Regions from separate parts of the Rattus norvegicus genome. Here regions 2 and 3 are each linked to region 1. A link is a contact called in public Hi-C data. All regions are on one chromosome and are shown on one strand. Each heading gives the region's core, a stretch centred on a gene start, on an enhancer-like site or on the middle of the called end of the contact. The rest is flanking DNA. Distances are from core to core; before and after follow the strand shown. Region 1 holds the start of Rpn1 (ribophorin I). Region 2 holds the start of Isy1 (ISY1 splicing factor homolog). Region 3 holds the start of Hmces (5-hydroxymethylcytosine binding, ES cell specific).

Region 1 (3,648 bases), core at 623-3,122:
CTGGTCCTGGATTTGCTGTATTCTTTCCTCCCAAGTACTGGAGGGTTACAGGCATGTACCACTACAACCAGGTATCATTAAAAGAAAAGATTTATGTTTAAATTTGTATTTATGTGTGCGTGGTGTGTATGTGTGTGTGTGTGTGTGTGTGTGTGTGTGTGTGTGAGAGAGAGAGAGAGAGAGAGAGAGAGAGAGAGAGAGAGAAACAGAGACACAGAGAGACAAAGACAGACAAAAATTGAGGCAGAGGAACAGTACATCTGTGTATCAATGCTTGTGGAGGTCAGAAGAGGGCATCAGATCCTGGTCCTTGAGTGACAGGCAGGTCCTTTGGCAGAGCAGCACATTCTCCTAACCACTGAGCCATCTCTCCATACATAATGTATGTACTAGTGTGCAAACAATAAGTAGTTTTGTTTTGTGGGTTATACGGTCTGTTTCACCACTACATTCTGTTCCTGCTATGGTGTGAATGCAATCATAAGCTACAGGCAAATGAATGTAGCTATGTTCCAATAAAACTTTATAGAGAGAGACAGATTGTTGGCCTGCAGGTGCTAATTTCCTGACTTCTTCTCTGTAGGGAGGAGCATGTCCTTCCCTCCGCTCTCTCATTAGCCAGTGTCAGTGTTTGAATATTTCCATCTCCTTCCAAAATTTTTTTTTCTTTTTTTTTTTTTCGGAGCTGGGGACCGAACCCAGGGCCTTGCGCTTGCTAGGCAAGCGCTCTACCACTGAGCTAAATCCCCAACCCCCAAAATTTACCTTTAAATTACATCCTTCAAGCAACAATATTGGGACATGTTCATTAGATCAGAATTGATAAGAGGCAACACGGAAATGAAAGAGGTGACAGATCTCTACCAAGGCCTTATTGCCCTTAGTCAGAGCGAATGAAGGAGCAGCAGTCTCCTTTTGTGAGTGGAGACTGTACACCACAATCGTGCAGGGGGCTTCGAGATTTTATAGGGTTGAAACGGGACTTTAGGGGAGCAAAGTTTTATCAGTAGATTTTTCTTTATCATTATTATCATCATTGTTGTTGTTGTTTTTAAATGGTTTCAAGGCCCAATAATGCCAGTAGATGTTCTCTTTGCTACATTATTTTTCTTATCAGGTGTTATCAGTATACCGACTAGAGTTTTTCCACTAGCTTGAAGTTCATTTGTTTTAGGTCATTAATTCTTCAGTGTGACTTTGGGAGAGACAGCACTAGAGGAATCCATCTGCAAGAAGCCTTTGTAAAAGGTCTTGCCGCAGAGAGACCCTTTCCTGCCTTTCTGTCATATGACGATATGCGATTCCTTCTTTAGACAATGCAATGCCAAAGTTCCATCTTGGTAGTAAAGAGCAGCCCTCACCTGACAGCTTAGTCCTGCCAGTAACTTCACCTTGGACTTCTACAATTGTGCTAAGTGCCAACAGATACTTGATGTTAATATCATCAGCCTTGGTTAGTTGCTTAAGGTTTCTGCCATCGCTCATATTAAAAATTGAACTAAATATTAGGGGAGAGACTTGAATCTTTGGAAATTTCCCGTTTTTCTTTAAACTTTTGCCCACTTAGTATTCATATCAATGTAGAGAAGGCAAACTTATTTCCTTAGACTAAGCTGTTTCTGAGCGGAGAGGCCATTTTTTTTTTTTTTTTTTTTTTGCATAAGCATGAAGGAAACAGGAGATAAGGAAGGACGACTACCACAGAAATCACTGGTGAGTCTAGCTAATAAGCGCTCAAAGACGTGTGCCTGCGCTTTAAGATTTTTCAATCAGGCGCCCCATGGGCGCCCGGTTGCCTTGGAGACGGGGTCCTTCCTGACCCGGCCCAGCCATCTTGTGGTGCTGTTGGCCAATCAACGGTTGCGCCGTGGCGGGGGGGGGGCGGGGCGCGTGTCGGTGGCGCTCAGCTCGCGGTCATGGAGGCGCCGATCGTCTTGCTGCTGCTGCTATGGCTCGGGGCCTTGGCCCCGACGCCCGGCAGCGCCTCTTCGGAGGCTCCGCCGCTGGTCAACGAGGACGTGAAGCGCACGGTGGACCTGAGCAGCCACCTAGCCAAGGTGACGGCTGAGGTGGTCCTGGCGCACCCGGGCGGCGGCTCTACAGCACGAGCCAGCTCTTTCGTTCTGGCCCTGGAGCCCGAACTGGAGTCGCGACTTGCACACCTAGGCGTGCAGGTGAGCGGAGGGAGGAGCCGGCGAACCTCACGCAGGATGCCTGAGGAGACCGGAGATCCCTGGGGAGGTCGGGACGGGGCGGGGAAGTTATGGCGTTAGGGATCCACTAGGCGTCTGGTTGTCTGAAAGGTAGGTGTGGAGGGGACAGCGGAGAGGTCCGCCGTTCCTCCTGTCCGCGTGTCCTATCGGACACGTCAGCAGAAGCTTCCGAGCGTCGGGCGCCGCCCACGTGGCAGCTCCGGAGCTCCAGGCGACCCCTTGGTCTCCTGAAGACCTTCTTCCACACCTCAGGAGGGTCTTGGCTATGGCGGTACTTCGGGTACCTAGCTTCTTTTCTGTCCCCTGGACATGATCGTCTGAGGACTATCAGAGAGTTAAGACAGATCAATTCTTGAATGCAGTTGACTGGAGTAGTCTGTTCTCTCTAGATAGCAACAGCGTTCAAGCTGGTTTCTGGTATCAAAGTTTGTCATTTCTCACACCCGGTTAATGTGACACTCCTCTGAAAGCTGCTGCTTAACGCTTTCTTAATGTTCAGACTTCTTGAGTTAGTTTGAAGAGTCAGCCCCCTATGCTGTGCATAGGGGTGCAGCCCAGGTCTCTTCCTTTCCACCGCCTCTCATCGGAACACCTCAGCATTTACCCTTGTGTGCATTTACACCTTTTAGGGAAAGAAATCGTTGGCTTTGGGAATAGAGGGAATATCCACACAGGTTACTTTTTATTACTGTTCTCATTAACTATATTCATTAAGTGATTACCCAATTTATTAGGAGACTGGTCATTACAGTATCACATTTCAAAGTACAGGTTCTTTTAACTGCGGAGCTATAAAGCTGGACTTCAAATAGTCACCGACCTGTCTCCTGTCCCCTTTACATTGAAACCTTGTTCATGCTGAAGCATGGCTTTCCTCAAATACTTCTGGAAAGACATTTAATTTGCAGTTCTACCCGTGAGTGTTTTGGATGTTCAGTTCTGTTTTGTGAAAACCAGTCATGACTTAATGAGGTCACAGTATAATCAGATCACAGCAGATGCTTGTCACCCTGCTGTCCTGGTGTAAAATACATACAGATTGGGTCTCTTCACATGGCTCAGAGCATCCAAGTTCAATTCCACAGCCATCTGTAACTCCCGTTTCAGGGTGCACAGACATGGAAACAAACACCCATGAGCATTAAAAAGAAAAGATTAGGAAAAGAGAAGGCTGTGGCAGGTATTTTAGGCCCATTCTCCACCCTTACAGCAACCTTTTGAGGTACAGGTATTCTTACATGGCTGAGGAAGTTTCTGGTTTTGGAGCTTATTAACCCCAAATGGAGGTCTGATTTGTTCCACACCCTTGTTCCTGCATTATTGCTGCCTTGCTTTCTGTCCTTGACATGAAATTAGGACTTGTGATTCAGCTTCATAGTCATGTTACCAACTTATTCACAGTTGTGTTAATTCTGGAGGAAGACCAGTTTATACT
Region 2 (3,648 bases), core at 572-3,071, 250 kb before region 1:
AGATTGGCTTTTGCAAAGTGATGTTCATTTGAGTGCTGTCACACCAGTGTTAAGTCAATGGTCCCTAAACCACAGGGTCAGGAAAAGAACACATTTTTATCTTTTCAGTTGGATTGTGAATTGCACAGAAAGAGCACTTGCTAAATTTGGAACTTAGATTTCACTCCCAGCTCTTCCTCTCACCATCGCTGAGACACAGTCTTACTAAAACCTAAGTTTCCCTTCACACCAGATATCACAGCTTTTGTCTTACAATGTTGTGATGTCGTATTCAGATAAATGCATGAAGACAAGCAGAACCAGACACACAGTTTACAGTAGCAGCAAGATGAGCTTAATTTAACTTCAGATTGTCCCTTCCAATCAACTCTAAAGAGAACCTGGCCAGTGAAGGGTAGATATCTGAACATGACAGCAATATAGGACACGCCCTCCTTCAGCAGTAGCTGCTTCAAGACCACTGTGTTCTCTCTTTTTTGGTTTCTGTTCTCAATGATCTATAGCTTCCAAAGCATCCTCTATGGTCATTCCATGGCTTCCTTAAAATTTTATGTATCTATTTTATTTAACAGGAGTATGTATCTGTTTGTACCTATGTGTAAATACCACACACACACACACACACACACACACACACACACACACACATACACACGCAAAGTGTATTGATGGGGTTTTTGTCTACTTAGTATTGTAAAGCAAAGACTGTCGAGGCCTATATACTTGAATAAGTGTCCATATTTTACATATGTATTTATTTACATGGTTATGCATATACTTACACCTGTTCCTTAAAGATACTTTGGTATGTGCATACATACAGATAAATATCTACCGAAATGGGCTGTTTTTGTGGATAAGACTATGGAGATCTCAAAGACATCAACAAACCTCAGAAGTATGAAAGCCACTCTGTATGCCTTTAAGGGGACTTTTACCTTTAAATTTTTAAAATATTTTTGTATGTGTATGAGTGCTTTGCCTGTATGCAGATGAGTGTCTAGTGCCACTTCACAAGTGTGTGTTGGATCCTCTAAAACTAGAATTTTGCATGATTGTAAGCACCAACCATGTGGGGGCTGGGAACTAAAGTGAAGTGGTTTTTTTTTTTTTTTTTTTTTTTTTTTTTTTGTTCTTTTTTCCGGAGCTGGGGACCGAACCCAGGGCCTTGCGCTTCCTAGGTAAGCACTCTACCACTGAGCTAAATCCCCAGCCCCGTGAAGTGGTTCTTAACCACTGGGCCAGAGATCCATGGGGACTTCACTTTGAAAATACTACAGTAACCACGCCTCTTTGTACTAACACTGTGTCTGATCTCATATTTCCATACTAAACTCTTCTTGAGCGAATGAAACCAAGGATCACAACCTCTCAACATTTCAGCCCATCCTAGTCATTCATTCACGGTGATGTCACACCTGTTTAGAGAATGCCAGACTCTGTCGCCCGCATCAGGCAAGCAAAAGTGTGAAGACCCTGCCTTTTAGAAGTTCCTATCCCTGGAGAGAGAGAACACCAGAGCGGGTCCTCCGTCCGTTCAGTCTCTACCCATAATGTGCTTCACCCGGACTGAACCACCGAGACGCAATAGAGCTCCCAACCTCAGTTTTCTCCTGCAATTTCTAACAGCTACGCCAGGCGGGAAAAGAATCTCGGAATAGGCCAGGGAGCCCGAGGCCACATACAGGCCCGGAACTCCCATCACCCATGGGCCCGATCCCTTCCCCACTGCACTCACCATGGTGCCGGCGAGGGCGCCCCGGCGCCGCGCCGCTACACAACGTGCTTAGGCGCCCGGAACGAGGCAGGCAGGCGCGGGAACGGAAAAGAGAGGACAGGATGGCCTTTTTTTGTCGGGAGAATAAATGGAAAGGACCGGAAGTTAGGGACCGGAAGCGAAAGAGAACGGGGGAGGGGAGAGAAACGCAGTTGTGCCTCGTTGGACAGCTTCCCGCCGGCGCATGCACAATGCGTCATCTCGCGCGTAGGTCGGCGCTTGCGCGGCAGGAATGTGAGTGTCATTCGTGGTTTGGGTTCGTTCTGGTGTAACAGCAATCAAAGATTCGTCTGCCTCTGTCCTTCCGGAGTCTTCTATGACAGCAGATGATCTTTTTGAAAATGACTCCACCTCTCTGAATGCAGTGTTCACAGGCCGAGTGGATTACTGTCACCTCCCTGGACCCGGGTCGTTGGCATACCTCCAGGCGCAGGCACTGGTTGAGGAGCCAGTGGAGCAAACCTGCCTTCCTGGGAGGCTTCTTCACCGCTGCCTGTCATTTACTTGGAGCTGAACAGTATGGTCAGCCTTCTTTTGAGAAACATGTATAATTCTTTATTAAAGGTGACTGCAACAAACTGACAGGATGTGATCGTGAGAAAAACGTCTAAGCCAAAGAATTAAGCCTCTCTCCACACATCCCAGAAGCCTGATACCACCCTCTTTTAAAATACAAAGTTAAAACTAGGCTTGTTGGCCGCCCAGCATTTTGATGGCAAAACAGCCCGGTTTCTGGAGGAAACCCTGGTCTACATAAGGAGTTCCAGGCCAGCCAGGTGTGCATAGTGAAACCATGCCTCAAAAACTAAAGAGAGGATCTGGGCATCTTTGATCCCAAGACTCAGAAGGCACAGGCAGAAATATAGAGTTTGAGACTAGTCTACAAAGTGAGTTCTGGGATAGCCAGGGCTACACAGAGAAAGGACTCGAAAAATAACCAAAACAAAGTAATGGTAAGAAAATGAAATACTGAGGTAAAGTCCAGGGAAGATGTGGAGTTAGAGACTACATGAGTCACTAGACAGAGATAAGGGTTCTGGAAATGATGGTGGGCTCCCCCACTTAGTGAACACTAAGAATACCCATGTAATAGTTCATGTAAGGATGTTACCACCATGCACATAAGTCCTTTGTTAGCTGGCAATTAATGGGCAGGTTCTTGTTCCACAGCACACTGTGCATCAAAGCTCAGGGATACAGCATTTATTAAGGTGCAGACAGGTGTAGGTGAGAGGAACCAAAACATTTGTTTTGGCTATGCATTCGGCAGACATTTTGGTTGTACGTCTGCCATGACCAGCCCACTATATTGCCTTTCCCTGCTCCGGGCCACTCTGTTACACAACCATCAGTAAGTATACAAGATCTCAGCAGAAGCCATGATCTAGGAATTCAGGATCAAACAGGTTCCAACAGATACTTGGAATATCTATGTAAGTAGGCAGCTGGTTACCAGATAGAATCTATGTTCCCACTTCTTGTAAATAGGTTGTGGAAATGTGACCAAATGATTGTCAGGATTTGGGTCTGGAGCCCCAATTTTGTTATTATTGGTTTGTTTTGTTTTGTTTTGGAGGGGGGTTGTTTTTTGCCTTAATTTCTACATTGCTAAAGCACTGTAACTTTTCAGAGATCTGTGGAGTTTTGGCCTTTTCTGTTCAACTATCTGTTTGAAGCAAGAGGTAGGGTTAAGAGGAACCAGTTGAAATGAAGTCAGAGATGAGCATTGCTCCACTTCCCATGAAATGAAAAAACACTAGGCTAAATACTTAGCACATTAAAAGCAAACCCTTGCCCTCTTTCTTTTCCACCCCTGTCCCAATTCTGAGAGTAGACCCTAATCAGGAACCACCAGCATGGTCTGAGAACTG
Region 3 (3,648 bases), core at 514-3,013, 150 kb before region 1:
AGAACAGTATCTGCATTCCCTTTGGGAATCCTATGGTATGTCTCAGTGCTTGGGCTTTAAACTCAAATCAGGTGGTTTTAAACTGTTGGAAACACCTCAAGGACTGGACCCCTGATGGGGCTTCTGAGATGGGTCAGCAGGTAAAGGTACCTACCAAGATGGACTACCCACTCGGTAGGAGAGAACCGGTTTTCAGTAGTTGCCCCCTGACCTCGTGCACACCTGTATACTGTATGCCCATGCACATACACAGGTACGCGTTAGAACAGGGGACTGACCCCGGAGGCCGATTCCCATAACCTGAAGAGATGAGGCTACGCTTGAGCATAGTTAAGCTGTCTTTGCTAAGGCCCATTTCATGATTTATGGTCCTGGCTCCTCCATGTGCTTGGTCATGCCTGCTGTGTTGAACTAAGTCACGTGATATTAAATTTCCTAACAGGATATAAAGAGTCAGATTTTTCATTTGGGGAGTTTTCTCAGGTAGGTGACCTGAAGGCTGCTCCCTAAAGACATTTCTCTGCCCCCCACCTTCCATCCCTCTCCTGGGGTTTGGAACAGCTGCTCTTGCCTGGCCTCTCTCCCTCGTTCCTCTTTACAGGAAAAAGCCTGTCTGTCCTTCAAGGCCACATCCTGCTTAGACCTTCATGATTGTATTCTTTCTGCCTAATACCCCCCACTCTACTCCCAGGCCTGGTCATAGCCTGGAAGCCATTCCATTCAAATAAACTTCACTAAAAAAACTGAGTGTCAACCTCCTTTTGTGAAGATTACTGCCAGCTCTTGTTTTCTTTAAGGGTGTATGTACACCCCACACACAGATGTTAAAGAGGAAACAAGGTGGGGCTTCCTGACCCTTAGAGGGTTCTTGGTGGATAGCTAGAAAGTCTCAATTCTGGTGGCCTTACACATTTCCTGGTTTCAGAGACTGGCCTGAGGAGGAGGCCTGGAGTGCTTGTCTCAGGTGAGTGTATTTTGTCTTGCTTTAAGGTGGTGAATCAACGGAACTTGGTTTCCAGCTTGCTCCTCACCTAGCCACACCCCCACCTGTGGGGAGGAAACCCCATGGCGTCACGTCACGTCGGGGGCGGGGCGGGATTACCGAAGGGCGGGGCTAGTGCTCTTTAGGTCGACGCTTGAGCGCGGAGAGTGGACTGGACTATCTGGTGGTGAGGAGACGCGGACGCCTGGGGGACCGGCTCGCCGAGGGGCGTGGGGAGGGCCTCGCCCAGAGGACGCGGGCGGGCGGACGGGCGGAGAAGGGGGCTGCGCTAAGGGGACCCGGGCCGTCGGAGGATCCGGCTCCCCTGAGGGGGAAGGGAGCGGGCGGAAGAGAGGACCCAGGGGAGGGGGACGCAGACGGGCGGGCTGAAGAGAGGGCCCCGCCGAGGGGGATGCGGACAGGCGGGCTGAGGAGAGGGACGCGGCGGGCAGAGGACCGCCCACGTTCTTAGAGGGAGACTCCGCGCCGACCAGGCCCCGCCCCGGAGCAGAGCACGTCCACGCAGGGCAGTAGTACGGTCTCCGCGATCCTCGAGTGTTGTTGGTGTGAACGCAGAGAGCTCTCACCTTTCTCTGCTGAGTCCACCGAAGCCAACCTCGGAGGACCGGCCTTCTCGCCTAACGCCTGATGAAGGCCTGCTTCTGGACTGTGGGCCCCGCAGTGGCCAGGACCTAATGGAGCCTCCGTGGAAGATGTGGCTTCTCAGGGAGGATGCTGTGACCTAGGCGGTAAAACCTTACGGTTTTGTGACTTTTTGTAGGTCTGAGAGGCATTGCTGAAGTATGTGCGGGCGAACGTCCTGTCACTTGCCTAGAGATGCTCTCACTAGAGCCTGTGCCTATCTGGATCGGCAGGGCAGGCGTCAGCTCCCGCAGTGGAGGGACCCTGATAAGTACTGCCCCTCCTACAACAAGAGCCCGCAGTCTAGCAGCCCAGTGCTTCTCTCCAGACTGCACTTTGAAAAGGTAAGGAGTGTGGCGGCATCCTATGAGCTTCTGGCCCAGCATCCTAATGGCATCGACTCCTGATTCCTGTGATGTCTGCCCAGCCTCCGAAATGACCTTGAAAGCAGCCCTTACAGATACATTAAGGCCCTAGTCACCCTGGGCCTCAGCAAGGAATGAGTCCATATTCTTCAGGGTCAATTAAACTGTTTCAACGCATGCCCAAGCTATGTGAATCTCATATTTGAATACATTTAAAAATATTTTGAGATAGACTCTTAACTATGAATGTAACTCTAGCTGTCCTGGAACTCACCATATAGGCCAAGCTGAACTCAAATTTGCAGCAAACCTGCCTCTGTCTCCATACACACCTCTGTGTCACAGGTGTGTATGCTCTTGACAAGCTTGAATCTTTTTTTTTTTTTCTTTTTTCTTTTTTTCAGAGCTGGGGACCGAACCTAGGGCCTTGCGCTCGCTAGGCAAGCGCTCTACTGCTGAGCTAAATCCCCAACCCCGAATCTTTTTTTTTTTTTAAAGATACCTTTCAAATATTACTGACATGTCAGTGTCATTCATATATATGTGTGTGTGTGTGTGTGTGTGTGTGTGTGTGTATAATATATATATATATCTCACAAAAACCCAAGTGGGGTGGCACACACCTTTAATCCTAGCCAGGGGAAGGCAGATCTCTGAGTTGGAGGCCAGTCAAGGCTGTATAGTAAAACTGTGTCTCAAAAAACAAAACAGAACAAAAACTGATTGTGGAGCTTGCAGCATGGCTCTCTGGGAAAGAACACTTCCTGCAAAGTAGGAGAGAACCAGCTCCTGCAAGTTGTCCTCAGATTCCACACCCACTCTGTGTCATGCACGCAAGATAGTGGACACAAACACAGAATAAATGTAAAGAAAAATTAGTGTGATTGGAGCTGGTGATAATACTCAGAGATATAGAACATATTTCATATGCTCCCAGTCTTGGGTTCAGTCCTAGCACACAAAATATTTTTTATTTTTTTTTGTAAAAAATTTAAACAATTTTTATGTATACTAACGTTTTACCTGCATGTATGGATGTATGTATGTGTACCAGGTATTTGCCTGGTACCCTTGGAAGTCAGAGCTTCAGATCCTCTAGAACTGAAGTTACCAAAGGTACAATGTGAGTGCTTGGAATTGAACCCAGGTCCTCTGCAAGCGCAAAAAGTATCCTTAACCATTGAACAGACCATGGTCCCTATTTCAGTGGATGGATCTTGGGGAGCGGGAATGGGAAGGTGGAGTCCCTAGCAAGCATAGCCCTCCTTTGGGTCATTTGGGTCATTTGGGTTTGCCCATGTAGTGTTTGACTGCACATCGGTAATATGATTTGTTTAGATTGCTAGGGTTTCTTAATTCGGTAAATATTTGATACTTTATTTTTTCAAACCTACAAATTCTAACACAAAATTAGGAACATTTCAGTGGTTCAACTGCCAGCATGTAATTATAGCAATATTTGTATTTGAAACCGCTGATTTGCAAAGTACTTCCTCTTTTTTCCCCCCATCTACCACAGTGCCACCAGCTGTTCTATTGCAAAGTCAGACCCCGTGGAGGAAAAGATGACTCGTACTGAGCAATACTTTCAGTATCCTGGCTTCCCAGCCACTTCGTATGCATTGTCCTCGAGTTTGGGGACGCTTCGTGCAGGGATGA

The links. Hi-C and Micro-C count contacts between places; a contact is called where the count stands out from the background.
Region 2: a Hi-C map of kidney shows a contact between it and region 1, with 4 times the contacts expected there. The contact joins the promoter of Isy1 here to the promoter of Rpn1 in region 1. A contact is called at or near these places in 6 of 12 Hi-C or Micro-C datasets (the A7r5 cell line, Schwann cells, frontal cortex and 2 more) and 1 of 1 datasets of contacts at active chromatin or transcription factors (oligodendrocytes).
Region 3: a contact with region 1 is called in a Hi-C map of liver, with 2.9 times the contacts expected there. The contact joins the promoter of Hmces here to the promoter of Rpn1 in region 1. A contact is called at or near these places in 8 of 12 Hi-C or Micro-C datasets (the A7r5 cell line, frontal cortex, hepatocytes and 4 more) and 1 of 1 datasets of contacts at active chromatin or transcription factors (oligodendrocytes).

The regions. Positions count from the first base shown.
Region 1 is chr4:122,099,104-122,102,751 of GRCr8, forward strand. It overlaps Rpn1 (ribophorin I), which reads left to right and starts at 1,873. Exons shown (of 10, transcript NM_013067.2): 1 at 1,873-2,174. The coding sequence starts at 1,917.
Region 2 is chr4:121,852,740-121,856,387 of GRCr8, forward strand. Isy1 (ISY1 splicing factor homolog) reads right to left here and starts at 1,822. Exons shown (of 11, transcript NM_001014188.1): 1 at 1,739-1,822. The coding sequence starts at 1,741.
Region 3 is chr4:121,949,077-121,952,724 of GRCr8, forward strand. Hmces (5-hydroxymethylcytosine binding, ES cell specific) reads left to right here and starts at 1,764. Exons shown (of 6, transcript NM_001025047.2): 1 at 1,764-1,968. The coding sequence starts at 1,786. Copg1 (COPI coat complex subunit gamma 1) reads left to right here. Exons shown (of 24, transcript NM_001031822.4): 24 at 1-743.